Regions from separate parts of the Sus scrofa genome. Here region 1 is linked to region 2. Evidence: chromatin contacts called from public HiChIP or PLAC-seq data. All regions are on one chromosome and are shown on one strand. The core of a region is the stretch at or near the end of the contact, and the rest is flanking DNA. Distances in the headings are between cores, read along the strand shown. Region 1 overlaps MYO5C (unconventional myosin-Vc). Region 2 has its middle 24 kb from the start of FAM214A.

Region 1 (6,740 bases), core at 3,572-6,071, 500 kb after region 2:
TTCCCATTGTGGCTCAGTAGGTTCAGAACCTGATGACTCTGTGAGGATGTGAATTCAATTCTGGCCCTCACTCAGTGGGTTAAGTATCCCCTGTTGCTGTGGCTGTGGTGTAGGCTGGCAGCTGCAGCTCCAGTTTGACTCCTGGCCTGGGAACTTCCATATGTTCCAGGTGTAGCTATAAAAAGAACAAAATTAAAAAAAAAAAAAAAAAAAGAGCCAGAGAGAGTGCCTGAGGCCAGACCTGAGTGGAGGCGGGCCTTGACAGGAGATAGGTCTTGTTTGATAGCCACTGGCCACAGGTGCCCAACCCTTCCCTCTCCCAGGACCAGCCCTGGGAGAGGGGGAGGAGGGTCAGCTTGTCCCAGGGGAGGCATCACAGAGTATCCACCTGGATGGGGACGATCCCCAACATCCTGGGAAGGCCAGCTCACCCTCACCTCCCCAGACAGTGAGAAAAGCTGCTCTACTGGCCTGCTGCTGCCTGCTGGAGAGGGGTCAGATGGAAGGGGCCTTGAAATTTTACAGAGAATCAGCCTTTCCATAGCTATTGAATGTGGGACTGTGCCTCAAGGGAGTTATTTTGTTTAACTTAGGTTCTAAGTTAATACCTATGACTTCCAGTTAATAGCATATGTCAATGGTTATAAAATAGTGATACATCGCTGGAGTAGTCTAGTGAATTATTGACCTTGTCTCTTCTAAAAAACGGATTTGAGTACCCTGTCATCACTTAAAAGGGAATAGTCTTGCTAGACAATAGTCTCTTTCATTGTGGTGAAAATAAATGATTGTTGTATTATTCTCTATTCTTTCCTGTGTTTTTAAAATGCCTTTGAAATATGTAGCCCTTTGTTTTAAGATATTATTTCATTCAGGAACAAATACTCATGTGCCAGGAACTATTGGGTGCGATCAGTTAACAGAATAGGCATATGGCCCCTGCCCTCTTGAGACCTAAATTTTAGTGAAGGAGGCAGGCAGATAACTTGAGATCAGGGTGATTCCTGGGAATGGAGTAAGTGGATGGACATGCATGGGCAGCCAAAAAAGAAAAAAAAAGAAAGAACCAAAGCTTTAGAGGCACCAAGAGCTGGGGTCAAATTGTGTGTCCGTCACCACTCTGTGATGGTCACCGTCTTTTCTGACCCTCTTGTGTAACGGTCGGGTCACGGCAGCCCTCCACCAAGAGCGGTCTTAAGTGAGGTGACGAGCGACAGTGCTAATAGCTATAAGCACTCAGCTTCTTCCTGGCACGGGCGCTCATCTGGCCATATGGTGAAACTGGTGCCCCAGTTTTGTTCAGCCCACATCATGTTTCATAGAGCAGGATAATGCGCATAGGAGTCCAGGTTTCTCGATTCTCTTGAGAATCAGGCGACCTGATGTCCTGACCTGTATTCATCCATAGCCACAGCTGGCTGGTGCTGAGTAGCAGCTGCCATGCAGGGCAGTCCTGGTTATCACAGCCCCTGCACAGTTCCAGCCTGCTCCCCATTCTGTTTCTTGCTGACCTCATGATGAGTTTGCAGCTCCAGAGACAGCCACTCAGGGTCTGAAGATGGAGGTGGGGCTGTGTCTGCCTTGGACCTGATGGGTCTACTGGGCTCTGGATATTAGATGCCCTTGCTCTTTTCCTCCAAGGACTGTGAAATTATACCTTGGGAAAGCAAAACTGTGCTGCCTCTTCCTTCAACACAGAGTGTGGCAACAGGAAACTATTGCTTTTTCACTGAAAGCAAAGGTGTTACAGTTGAGTGGGCACCCAGCTGGGTCTGACCCTGGCTGTGTGACCTAAGGCAAGTTCCCTAGCTTCTCAGTCTTATTTCCTTATCATAAAGTGAGGATAATAAGGCTGATGTCAGTGTTGTTATGTGGATTAAATGATACGCCATACGTCATGTGATGTGAGTGTTTTAATGCCAGCCTCAGGTAGGTGTTTTGTAACAGACCAGATTCTTTCCTGGGGCAGCCTAGAAAAAGATGATTTATAAACTGACTGCCAGGATGTTTAAACCAGAAGCTTTGAAGCATATTTAAAACTTGCCGAAAACACAGACAACTTTTCAGCTATAAAGTTTGACAAAAAAAAAAAAACCTATGAATGAATGTGTATGTCTTTCAAGTTACATCTTAACTTGTTTAAACTTTATTTCAGTTTTGAAACCTTTGATGTGAACAGCTTTGAACAGTTTTGCATCAATTATGCTAACGAAAAGCTGCAACAGCAGTTTAATCTGGTAGGTGATTTTCGTGCATGCATGTGTGCAGGCATGCATTTGTGTGGGGTGGGGGGAAGGAGAGAGAAAAAGCAGGCGTGAGAGGGAGGGAGAAAACACAGAAACTCCCTCTGGCTCCTTCCTGCTTCAAATCTTCCTATTGTTAAAGGGGTCACATGCTGTGTCACTGCCCCATCTTGTGGCCATATCTTAAAGCTGCACCTTCCCATCCTACTTTATCTTTTTTGGAGCAGCCTTTCTTGGCCAGATTCCCCTGTAGCCAGGCAAAACAACCTAGTTTCCTGAAGGCTCCAGCCCTTGTGCACCTGCTGCTCTCTCTGCCACAATCCACCTACTCCTGTTCTTTCCCCATCCCTTCTTCTTTACCTGGAGAACTCTTGCTTTTCTTTTGAAATTCAGCTTCTCCCTGACAACCCCTGAGAAGACATCATGTGTGACATCATGGAGGGCATGGGCTTTTGCTCAAACTAAACTGGGTTTGAATCTCACCTCTACCACCTCCTTCCTCTGGGACCTTGGGCTCTCTGATGTTCTTGTGCGAAGACCCTACATTGACTCATATTTGGTAAACATTTCTTTGTTTTCCTATTCCTTGCCCCAGAATTAGTCCAGGTATATGCATTAGATTTCAACCCATTGCAAATTTGTATTCTGTTAGCATTCTCAAAGATTCTCTGGAAGTTTAGCATTTAGTGACTGAACTCATGTTTATTCCAAGTGAATGTGCAGCACAGCTCACCTGAAGACAAAACAGATCCTGTCTCTCCCAAAACTCCAGTGCCACCTTATTCCCAACACACACATTTGCCCCAACCCCAGAATGATGCATGTACAAGACATCCCCTGAAAATAGCAATCAGAGGCTGCAATTCCATTTTTTCCTTTTTTATTCTACTTTTCCTCCTCTTCTATTTTGTCCTCCTTTTGTTGTTGCTGTTGTTGTTGTTGTTGTAGCATCATCTACCAATGGGCAGATCCTCCTGGGAGAGGTAATACTTTAAATATCAGCATAAAAATGCTAGTGAGCCCCCTAGCTCATGTCCCATAAATCTGCCCACTGTTTGACTGCTGCACATGGGTGGCCTCAGGGAGCTCAGCAGTGAAAAAATGAACCTGCCACCTTCCTCTCTTGGCCTCCTCACCCTCCATGCTCCCTTTTGTGGTTAAAGCTCCAGTATCCTGAGCTTCATGTTCATCCCAACTCCTTCCTTCTCCCTCACTTTCCTCCCAGTGACCAGCCTCCACAGAACCTGGGCTGGGTCCTGACTGGGCTCTCTGCCTCCAGTCCTGTCTTCTTCAAAGCCATCCCTACCCCTAAACTGAGGTGTCTTTCCAGAATGTAGAGCTCATCATGAACTGTGAGTCCTCACTGCCTCTAGGAAAATGTCACAGGACTGAGATTCTCTGGGGGCAGTTCACAGGGGGCTGGTATGTTCTCCCCTCTGCTGTCCTTTGCAGTCCCACCCCATCTGCCCCCTGGCACTTTCATTGTTGCCCTGTCTGGCCCTTGTGGCCTGTCTGCTTCTCAACCACCTGTTGGGCTTCTGTGCAGTTCCCAGTGGGATTCTCCTGAGGGGGCCTTGCTCCTCATAGCCTCTCCCCCTTCCTCCTCCTGCAGCCAGGATGAGCCTGAGCCAGCCCTCTGGGGGCCTTCTTGATATCCTCATAGCCCAAACAAATAATGAACAAAGCTCTCTAAGTTGTTGGCTTCTCACACTGGCCCCACAGCCAGCATTTTTGGGTAGGCTGGCTTCCACCCAGCCAAAGAGGCTGGGTCTGCCTTGGACAGCAGCAGTGGCTGTGAGAGGGAAGGGGCTCCAGGACCACCCTGAGTGCTGAAAGTGGCAGGCGGGCCCAGGCCTTACACCCCAGGATGTGGGGACCCACTTAGACTGGGAGGGAAGATGACAGCTAGCCCATGATAGGACTTCAGCAGCATTGAGCATAGATATGGGGAGCTGCATAAATCTCAGGGTCTTCCATAAACGTTACCAATCTGTCATGAATCTACATTTTGCACATGTTTACCTCCTGTTCTTCAGACACACATCGTGATATTCTCTTTTACTTTCTGTATTAACTTCTGGATTCCCAGCATGTCTTTAAACTTGAACAAGAAGAATATATGAAGGAAGATATTCCTTGGACTCTGATAGATTTTTATGACAACCAACCAGTTATCGACCTGATTGAAGCAAAAATGGGCATTTTGGAGTTACTGGATGAAGAATGCTTGGTAACTTTTAAAAATAACTTGTTTTCAACTTCTGAGTAGTAATAGATGAGCATATTGCAAAATTGGGTGTGTGTGTGTGTGTGTTTTCATTCACATGTATGTATTTCATTCCTGATGTATTAACAACTGGTTGGATGTTACTGCTGGGACAGCAGTCAAGAGCAGGAATCCCAGAGGGCAGGGTGGACTTCCCACCCTCAATATGTGTAGCCCACCCTTGGGTAACACAACCTCTAGGTCATGTCCATTAGGGAGGAGCCCTCTGAAGCTGTCCCTGGGTATATATATCCAGTGGACATGGACACAGCAAGTGACCACACACCAGTTGTTAATGACTACAAGAATTGAGTTTTCTTTTACTTCCTGATTCTATGAGTCACCCATTGGGAGGTGCAACTGAAAAATCAACATCATACAATTGAGGGAAGAGTCTCTGGGAATTTTCCTATTATTATTATTATTACCCTCTGGGAGGAACATGTTGATAGTGAGTCAGCCTAGCATTGTTCCTCATGGAGCCATAGAAAAAATAATCTACAGGACAGTATTCATGTTTGGGTTTAAATGTTGTAGTTTGATGTTTAAACATACGTCTGTTTCTTTTCCAAAGGTTTATTTGTGCTCCGCCAAATGAGTATATTGTTAAAGACTTACTGGTATTTTCTCCCTGGAATTCCCAATTCCGTGGTTCTTCTCACAGATGATCCTTTCTGGTACAACTTGTGCTTTAACCCCAGCAGTGATGTGAGATTAAAAAGCACGCATCAAGGCCAAACATTCTGGAATAATCTACTGGGGGCAGAGTGCATAGGTCAAGGTAGTCTCTAGGAAATATTTTGCCCACTCTACAGAGACACTCCCTAGGTGACAATGTCAAAGAAGCATGAAGGAGTCATTTTGACATGATGGGGTATTAGATTCAGCGTAAGTATAATGGATGGCTTCAAAATCACCAGTATCAGGAACAAGTTTTGCAACTAGCTTAGTTTGAGTAGGTAAGTGCTTAGTTGGAGGACTGACTAAGCAGTAAAACAAAAGAACTAACTAAAAGGACTAACTAAGCAGTAAAACAAAAGAAAGACTCTTCCTGAAGCAGGAGACGGGGAGGATTACTTTGGGGTGAGGAACTTCTCCCTTTCAACTAAAAATAAAAATCACGCTCACCTAATGGAACCCATGGTGCTTTTTCCTGGACCTTTGGAAATCTTTGAGGAAAAAAAAAATACTAAAATACTGCCAATTTTGCAGAAATAAAATCCTTCATTCTTATGTCATTATAGGACCATTTCCTTTTTGTCGATAACACTTTGTTCTTCTAAAAGGGCATTGATGTGTCCCTTTAAATATCACTCTAAAGAATGTTAAGATCAAGGATAGATTTCTGCCTGGAGTTGCATTTGAAAAAGGAGTCTTGGATCTGGAGTAGGTCACTCTGAGGTGCTAACTCATCTTGGTGTCTTCGAGTTAGCACTTTTCTGTACCTCTGTTAACCTTTCATCTCTAGTGTTCTTACTTACTAGTTGGCTTGCTTTTCTCTTCCAGTTACCACATGGGACTGATGAAAACTGGCTTCAAAAGCTGTATAATAATTTTATCAACAAGAACTCTTTGTTTGAAAAACCGAGAATGTCAAACACATCTTTCATCATCCAACACTTTGCTGATAAGGTACAGTGATAGTCTGACAGTGCTGTCTGCCCCCAGCCCACCCTGTCTCCTGGGGGACAGGCAGGCCAGGGACTTTAATGATTGGATCCATCACACTTAGCATGTAGCTTTGATGCAGGATACCTGTGTGTACATGTGTGTAACAATTCTGAATTTGTCTTTACCTCAAAATATATAAAGTTTGATTGTTTTACTTGAAAGATAAACATGTTTCCATTGGATCTCACTTATGATTTGGGCTTATTATGAATTCATTAACCTTTTATCAGTTTATTTTCTTTATGAAATTGTTATAATCAAGACAGCATAGTTGGCCTTCCTCAGTGGCCTAGTGGTTAAAGGATCTGATATTGCCACTGCTGTGGCTTAAGGTCAGTCCCTGGCCCAGGAACTTCCCCATGCTCCATGACCAGAAAAAAAAAAAGACAGCATGGTTGTTTCCTACATTGAAAGCTATGTCTTTTTTCAACGCTCTCCTTTTTTATTGACTCAAGATGATGGATTTTCTATGTGATCTTTATTTTATACATTAATTAATTAATTTCTTTATTGTCTTTTTAGGGCCACACCCACAGCATATGGAATTTCCCAGGCTAGGG
Region 2 (6,174 bases), core at 2,454-4,953:
GATACTTTGAGATTTTTGCACACGTCCTATTTCTCCTCATTCTTTCACCTACTGATTTTAGCCTTCACCAGTTGTTGCCTACAACACTTATTACTGAGGCATTTCCTTAAAGGAAATTATCTATTTCCATCTCCCCCTCCATATATTTTAATTGGAATTCTACTATAGGGAAGGGTTGTCCTTTCCTCCCATTTATTTATTTATTCATTTTTGCCTTTATATTACTATGAAATCATGGATATTTATTTTATTATATGGATTATAATCCAATAATCTCATTATTTATTTTATAGTTTCCATTGTCCCACTTGAGGCCTTTGGGAGCTTTCATTAAGTCTGTTCTTGTGCCCTTCGACACGCCTCATTATTTAAAAAATAAACAATTATTGATATGTCACATAAAATTTATCCTTTTATATAATATAATTCAGTGGGGTTTTTTTTTGCATATTCACAGGGTTGTACAACCACCACCAGTATCTAATTTTAGAACATTTTTATCACCCCCCCCAAAGAAATCCCATACCCATTAGTAGTCACTGCCATTTCCCCTTTCCCCTGGGCCCTGGCAACCACTAACCCACTTTCTCTTTCTGTAGACTTACCTGTTCTGGACATTTTATATAAGTAGAATTATACAATATTTGGCCTTTTGTGTCTGGTTTTACCACTTAGTATACCATTTTTTAAGTCTGTCCATGTCATAGCATGTATCAATTCTTTTTATATCTGCATGCTGAATAACAGTTCAATATATGGACATACCACAGGTTGTTTATCCATTTATTCAGTTACTGAATATTTGGGTTCTTCCCACTTTTTGGCTGTTATGATTAATGCTACTATGAGCACTTGTGTAAAGGCTTTCGTGTGAACATATGTCTTCAGTTCTTCTGAATATATACCTACTAATAGAATTGCTGGATCAAATGGTAACTCTATGACTTACAGTTTGAGGAATTGCCAAATTGTTCTCTAAGGAGGGTGTCCTGGAGTTCCTGTTATGGCTCAACAAGTCAAGAACATGACATAGTCTCCATGAGGATGCAGGTTCAATCCCTGGCTTCGCTTAGTGGGGTTAAGGATCTGGCATTGCTGAAAGCTACGGTGTAGGCTATAAATGCTGCTCAGATCTGGTGTTGCTTTGGCTGTGGTGTAGACCGGCAGCTGCAGCTCTGATTCAACCCCTAGCATAGGAACTTCCATATGCTGCAGATACGGCCATATAAGGAAAAAATAAATAAACAAGTAAATAAAGTAAGGATAACAAACTCACCATATGCTAACATGAAACCAAAGTTAAAAAAATTAATTGAGCAGTATCTTCAAGAGAGTTAAGGTCAAGAAAGACTGAAGAATTTTCACTATTGGAGGATACTCAGGAGGCATGACAATGTGAGCTGGATTCTGGACAAGAAAAATATTAGTGGGAAAATACTCAAAATTCAATTGAGGTCTGTAGAGTAGCTTAAAGTATTGTATGAATGTTAATTTCCTGCTTTCAATAATTGCACTATGGTTATGTAAAATGTGTAAATTAGGGGCAGATGGGTAAAGGGTAAACAGAACCCCCTGTACTATTTGTGCAACTCTTCTCCGAGTCTAAAATTATTTCAACATAAAAACTTTTAAATATTTGATTTAAAAAACTATATCCAGATTCAATTTTCTTTGAAAGTAAATTGTGGGCCCCTTTGCTTTATAGGTTGCGAAAGGAATAATGTGAAAGGCAGCAAGCAGCCCAGTGATTTACAACAAAGCACCTTGTCTTGGAAATCCTAGGTTTTAACATTTTCCATGCCACAGTTCTTCCAGTGGGTGGCAGCACTTGACCAGTTTCTCATCAGCAAAACCCAGGAAGAAAGAGGAGATTGAGAAGAGGGAGGTGAAACAATGAGAAATTCTGCACATGGGGATAAAGGTGACATTGTCATTATTTAATGTACAGTCACTATAGGGTGATGCCATTTTTATGGGCACTTAAGTGATGAGGCATGGAGGAAAGAACTTGTAAACAGTGATGTAAGGCTTGGAGGCAAAATAACCTACCCCACCCTATCCCCACCCTTCTCCCACCACAGCCTAGGGCCTCAGGAAGGAGCACTGTTTCCACCAGGTGCCAATGCCACACTCTTGAAAGGATAACAATGGGTGACTTTTGTGAGACTTTTAAAGAATGATACAAAGAAGCTATAAATCATTAATAGTATAAAAGTTTAATAAAATAAGACTGTTATCTAATTTCTTATTGGTTTTTCTGAGAATGGGCAGCCTGGAAAGAACACTCATTTCTCTTTTTTTCTGCTGTCTTCTCTCCCAAACCCAAGAATTTCTCCCATGTAAGTCTAATACCTGACCTCAGTATCTCAGCCATCTTTGGTAGTTGCTGAAACCCAGTCCATCAGGAGATTTATTTAAAAGACCAGAGCCAGGAAGTTCCCGTCATGGCTCAGCAGTAATGAACCTGACTAGTATCCATGAGAATGCAGGTTTGATCCCTGACCTTTCTCAGTGGGTTAAGGATCCAGCGTTGCCATGAGCTGTGGTGTGGGTCACAGACGCAGCTTGGACCTGGTGTTGCTGTAGCTGTGGCATAGGCTGGCAGCTGTAGCTTTGATTAAACCCCTAGCCTGGGAACTTCCATATGCCTCGGATGCAGCATATGGAATATATGGCATATAAGACAAAAAATAAATAAAAATAAAAAATAAAAAACCATAGCCAGCAAGCATCAGAACTTCAAGCCAAGACTTTGAGGAGACCAAGTCCTCCCTCCACAGGGCAGAAACCTGTCCTAAGCCCCTGCCTTTTGTGAAGGAGTTGACTCCAGTGACAGGGAGGGGATGATTTCTGGCCCTGGGCACCAAGGATTCCACAGTGAAGCTGAGTTGTGCCAGCTAAGGTGAACCCTCCCCATAGTAGTTAAGACATAATATGTGTATTTTAATAATGTTATATTCTGGAGTTCCCTTATGGTGCGTTGTCACTGCCGTGGTTTGGGTTGCTGCTGTAGTGCCAGTTCAGTCCCTGGCCAGACATCCACAATGCCCCAGGCATAGCTAAAAACAAATAGAAAAACAAAAACAAAACTTGTGGTTACTGAAGGGGACAGGTGGGTTGAAAGATGGGTTGGGGGTTTGGGATTGGCATATGCACACTATTGTGTATTGAATGGATGGTCATTGGAGACCCACTGTATAGCACAGTGAACTTTACTCAATATTCTGGGATAACCTATATGAAAATGGCTATATGTATGTGTGTAACTGAATCACTTCTCTGTAAGGCAGAAATTAACACATTATAAATCAACTATACTTTAATAAAATTAAAATAAAAAGAATCATTTCCAATAGGAGCTGTTCTTGAGTTTCTGGTCCAGCCCCTGTGGGGGCCACTGAGGGCTGCTATCTCTGCGGACATCTCAAGGTCTAGTCCAAATCAGCCTTGAGGGAGCTGGAGGGCCCAGTACACAGGCGGCTCTTCTCCTCGGCTCCTCCTGAGAAAGGTCAGACATGATCCCATGGTCTGTCTGCTTTGGGTATACTGAAGTCCCACACAACTTGCCTTCCCTCCAACACTGAGTCCCCGAAGTTCACTTTTACCCAGAATACACTGAGGCCCAAAGCACAGGTTACAGTCCCAGACCTTTTGTGCTGCCTTGGAGCCTCTTGCCACATCTGCAGCTGAATGTGACAGGATGTGGGTAAGAGGGCCTGACGACTGTGATGCAAGAATCCCTGGCTTTACATAACACATGGTGCTCTGCTGACCATGCAAAACTTAATACAAGGACTCAACCCCCACAAAGAGGCAACTCAGGAAAGAGCCATGCATGGCTGCAAACACACCCCACTCTCAGTTGCCAAAACACTTGTTTTAACCAGAACGAAAATGAAAATATAGCCCAGCCCTGTTACCCTACCCTCATCTGGTAACCTTCATTTTAAGAACTCCAAGTTCTGGGAGAAACAAACAGAAAACACAGTTTGTTTTTTAACTTCAGTTGACATTAAAAAAAATTTTTTTAAACATAGAGTTGGTTTATAATGTTGTGCCAATTTCTGCTATACAGCAAAGTGACCCAGTTATACATATATATGCATTACTTTTCTTATATTACCTTCCATTAAGGGCTATCCCAAGACTTTTTTTTTTTTTTTTTTTTTTTTTTTTTTGCTGCCCTGTGGCATATGACAGATCCTGGACCAGGGGTAATATCCAAGCCAGAGCTGCAACCTACACCACAGCTATGGCAATGACGGATCCTTAACTCACTGCCCTGGCCCAGGATTGAACTGGTGCCTCCACAGAGAGAAAGCAGAATCATTAACCCACTGCACCACAGACTTTTTTTTTTTTTTTTAATCTTTTTGTCTTTTTAGCACCACACCCGGGGCATATGTAGGTTCCCAAGGTAGGGGTCCAATCGGAGCTGTAGTCACTGGCCTACACCACAGCCACAGCCAACTACGAGAGATCCCAGCCGTGTCTTTGACCCACACCCCAGCTCATGGCAATGCCGGATCCTTAACCCATTGAGCAAGGCAAGGGATCCAACATGCATCCTCATTAATGCTAGTCGGGTTTGTTAACCACTGAGCCAGGACTGGAACTCCCATAGACATCTTTTAAAAATAACTTTTTAGGAAGTTCCTGTTGTGGCACAGTGGAAACAAATCTGACTAGTATCCATGAGGATGTAGGTCCAATCTCTGGCCTCACTCAGTGGGTTAAGGATCTGGCGTTGGCATGAGCTGTGGTGTAGGTTGCAGACATGGCTTGAATCTGGCATTGCTGTGGCTGTGGCACAGGCCAATAGCTGCAGCTCAGATTCAACCCCTAGGCTGGGAACTTCCATAAGCCTAGTGTGTGGCCCCAAGAAGCAAAAAAAAAAAAAAAAAAACCCACAACTTTTATATAATCAGAAGAACAGTTTCACATTTAACCAAAAAAATTAAATTATGTAATTATTTTCCTTAATAGATAATTCCCAGTTAAAATTCAATTTCTCAGGAATCTGAAAAGTAATATATACATAAAAATAAATCACCACGTGCTAACACAACATTGTAAAGCAACTATACTTCAAATAAAATGATAAAATTAAAAAAATTAAATGTCCTTTGTAGTGGATTGTCTAAATTAGGATCCAGTAATAAGATCCCACATTGCACTTGCTTTTGTGTCCCTATTATCTTTTTTTTAATTGATCTTTTTTATCATTTATTTATATATATATTTTTTCTATTGTACAGCATGGTGACTCAGTTACACGTACATGCATACATTCTTTTTTCTCACATTATGTGTTCCATCATAATTGACTACACAGAGTTCCCAGTGCTACACACCAGGATCCCATTGCTAATCCATCCCGAAGGCAACATTCTGCACCTATTTACCCCAAGCTCCCAGTCCCTCCCACTCCCTCCCTTTCCCCCTTGGCAACCACAAGTCTGTTCTCCAAGTCCATGATTTTCTTTTCTGTGGAAAGGTTCATTTGTGCCCTATATTAGATTCCAGATATAAGTGATATCATATGGTATTTGTCTTTCTCTTTCTGAATTACTTCACTCAGTATGAGAGTCTCTAGTTCCATCCATGTTGCTGCAAATGGCATTATGTCATTCTTTTTTATGGCTGAGTAGTATTCATTGTGTATATATACACCACATCTTCTTTATCCAATCATCTATCTGTAGACATTTAGGTTGATTCCATGTCTTGGTTATTGTGAATAGTGCTGCAATGAACATGCGGGTGTATGTGTCTTTTTTAATTAGAGTTTTGTCTGGATATATGCCTATTGTCTTTTGATCTACGGCGTTCCATTTTCTCTGCTACTGACTGACTGGAGCCTGGGGTCAGGTGACCTGAAGAAAGCCTGCCTCCTTGGTGTGTCTGATGACTTCCTCTGGTTGTAGTTTGGCTTGTTTGTTCATCCCTTGACTTTCCTGTAACCTGGAAGTTATATCTAAAAGTTAGAGATTCAGGTTAAACCTGAGTCCATATGTATTTTTATAACGTGCATAGAAAAGCTGAATGGGAAAAATGACAACCATATATTCATAATGTATCATACATATATCAGCTGGTACTGCTCAATTAAGGCACATTTATCTTAATCTCATGAATCACAAAACCTACTTACTTAACCAGTTAATTTTATGG

The links. HiChIP or PLAC-seq counts read pairs in DNA pulled down with a chosen protein or histone mark.
Region 1: an H3K27ac HiChIP or PLAC-seq map of alveolar macrophages shows a contact between it and region 2. The contact joins two enhancer-like sites. A contact is called at or near these places in 1 of 5 promoter capture datasets (liver), 30 of 47 Hi-C or Micro-C datasets (adipocytes, adipose tissue, alveolar macrophages and 18 more) and 2 of 2 datasets of contacts at active chromatin or transcription factors (alveolar macrophages and skeletal muscle).

The regions. Positions count from the first base shown.
Region 1 is chr1:119,469,745-119,476,484 of Sscrofa11.1, forward strand. It overlaps MYO5C (unconventional myosin-Vc), which reads left to right. Exons shown (of 41, transcript XM_021095283.1): 11 at 2,156-2,237; 12 at 4,333-4,473; 13 at 6,016-6,141. Among named protein-coding and RNA genes, the nearest start is that of MYO5C, 66 kb to the left of the region's middle. Within about 2 kb of position 4,822, at least 3 of the 83 cell types and tissues checked have an H3K27ac peak or open chromatin away from gene starts, as enhancers often do. A contact at or near this core is called in alveolar macrophages, where this site is marked.
Region 2 is chr1:118,966,533-118,972,706 of Sscrofa11.1, forward strand. No RefSeq gene overlaps it. Among named protein-coding and RNA genes, the nearest start is that of FAM214A, 24 kb to the right of the region's middle. Within about 2 kb of position 3,704, at least 28 of the 83 cell types and tissues checked have an H3K27ac peak or open chromatin away from gene starts, as enhancers often do. A contact at or near this core is called in alveolar macrophages, where this site is marked.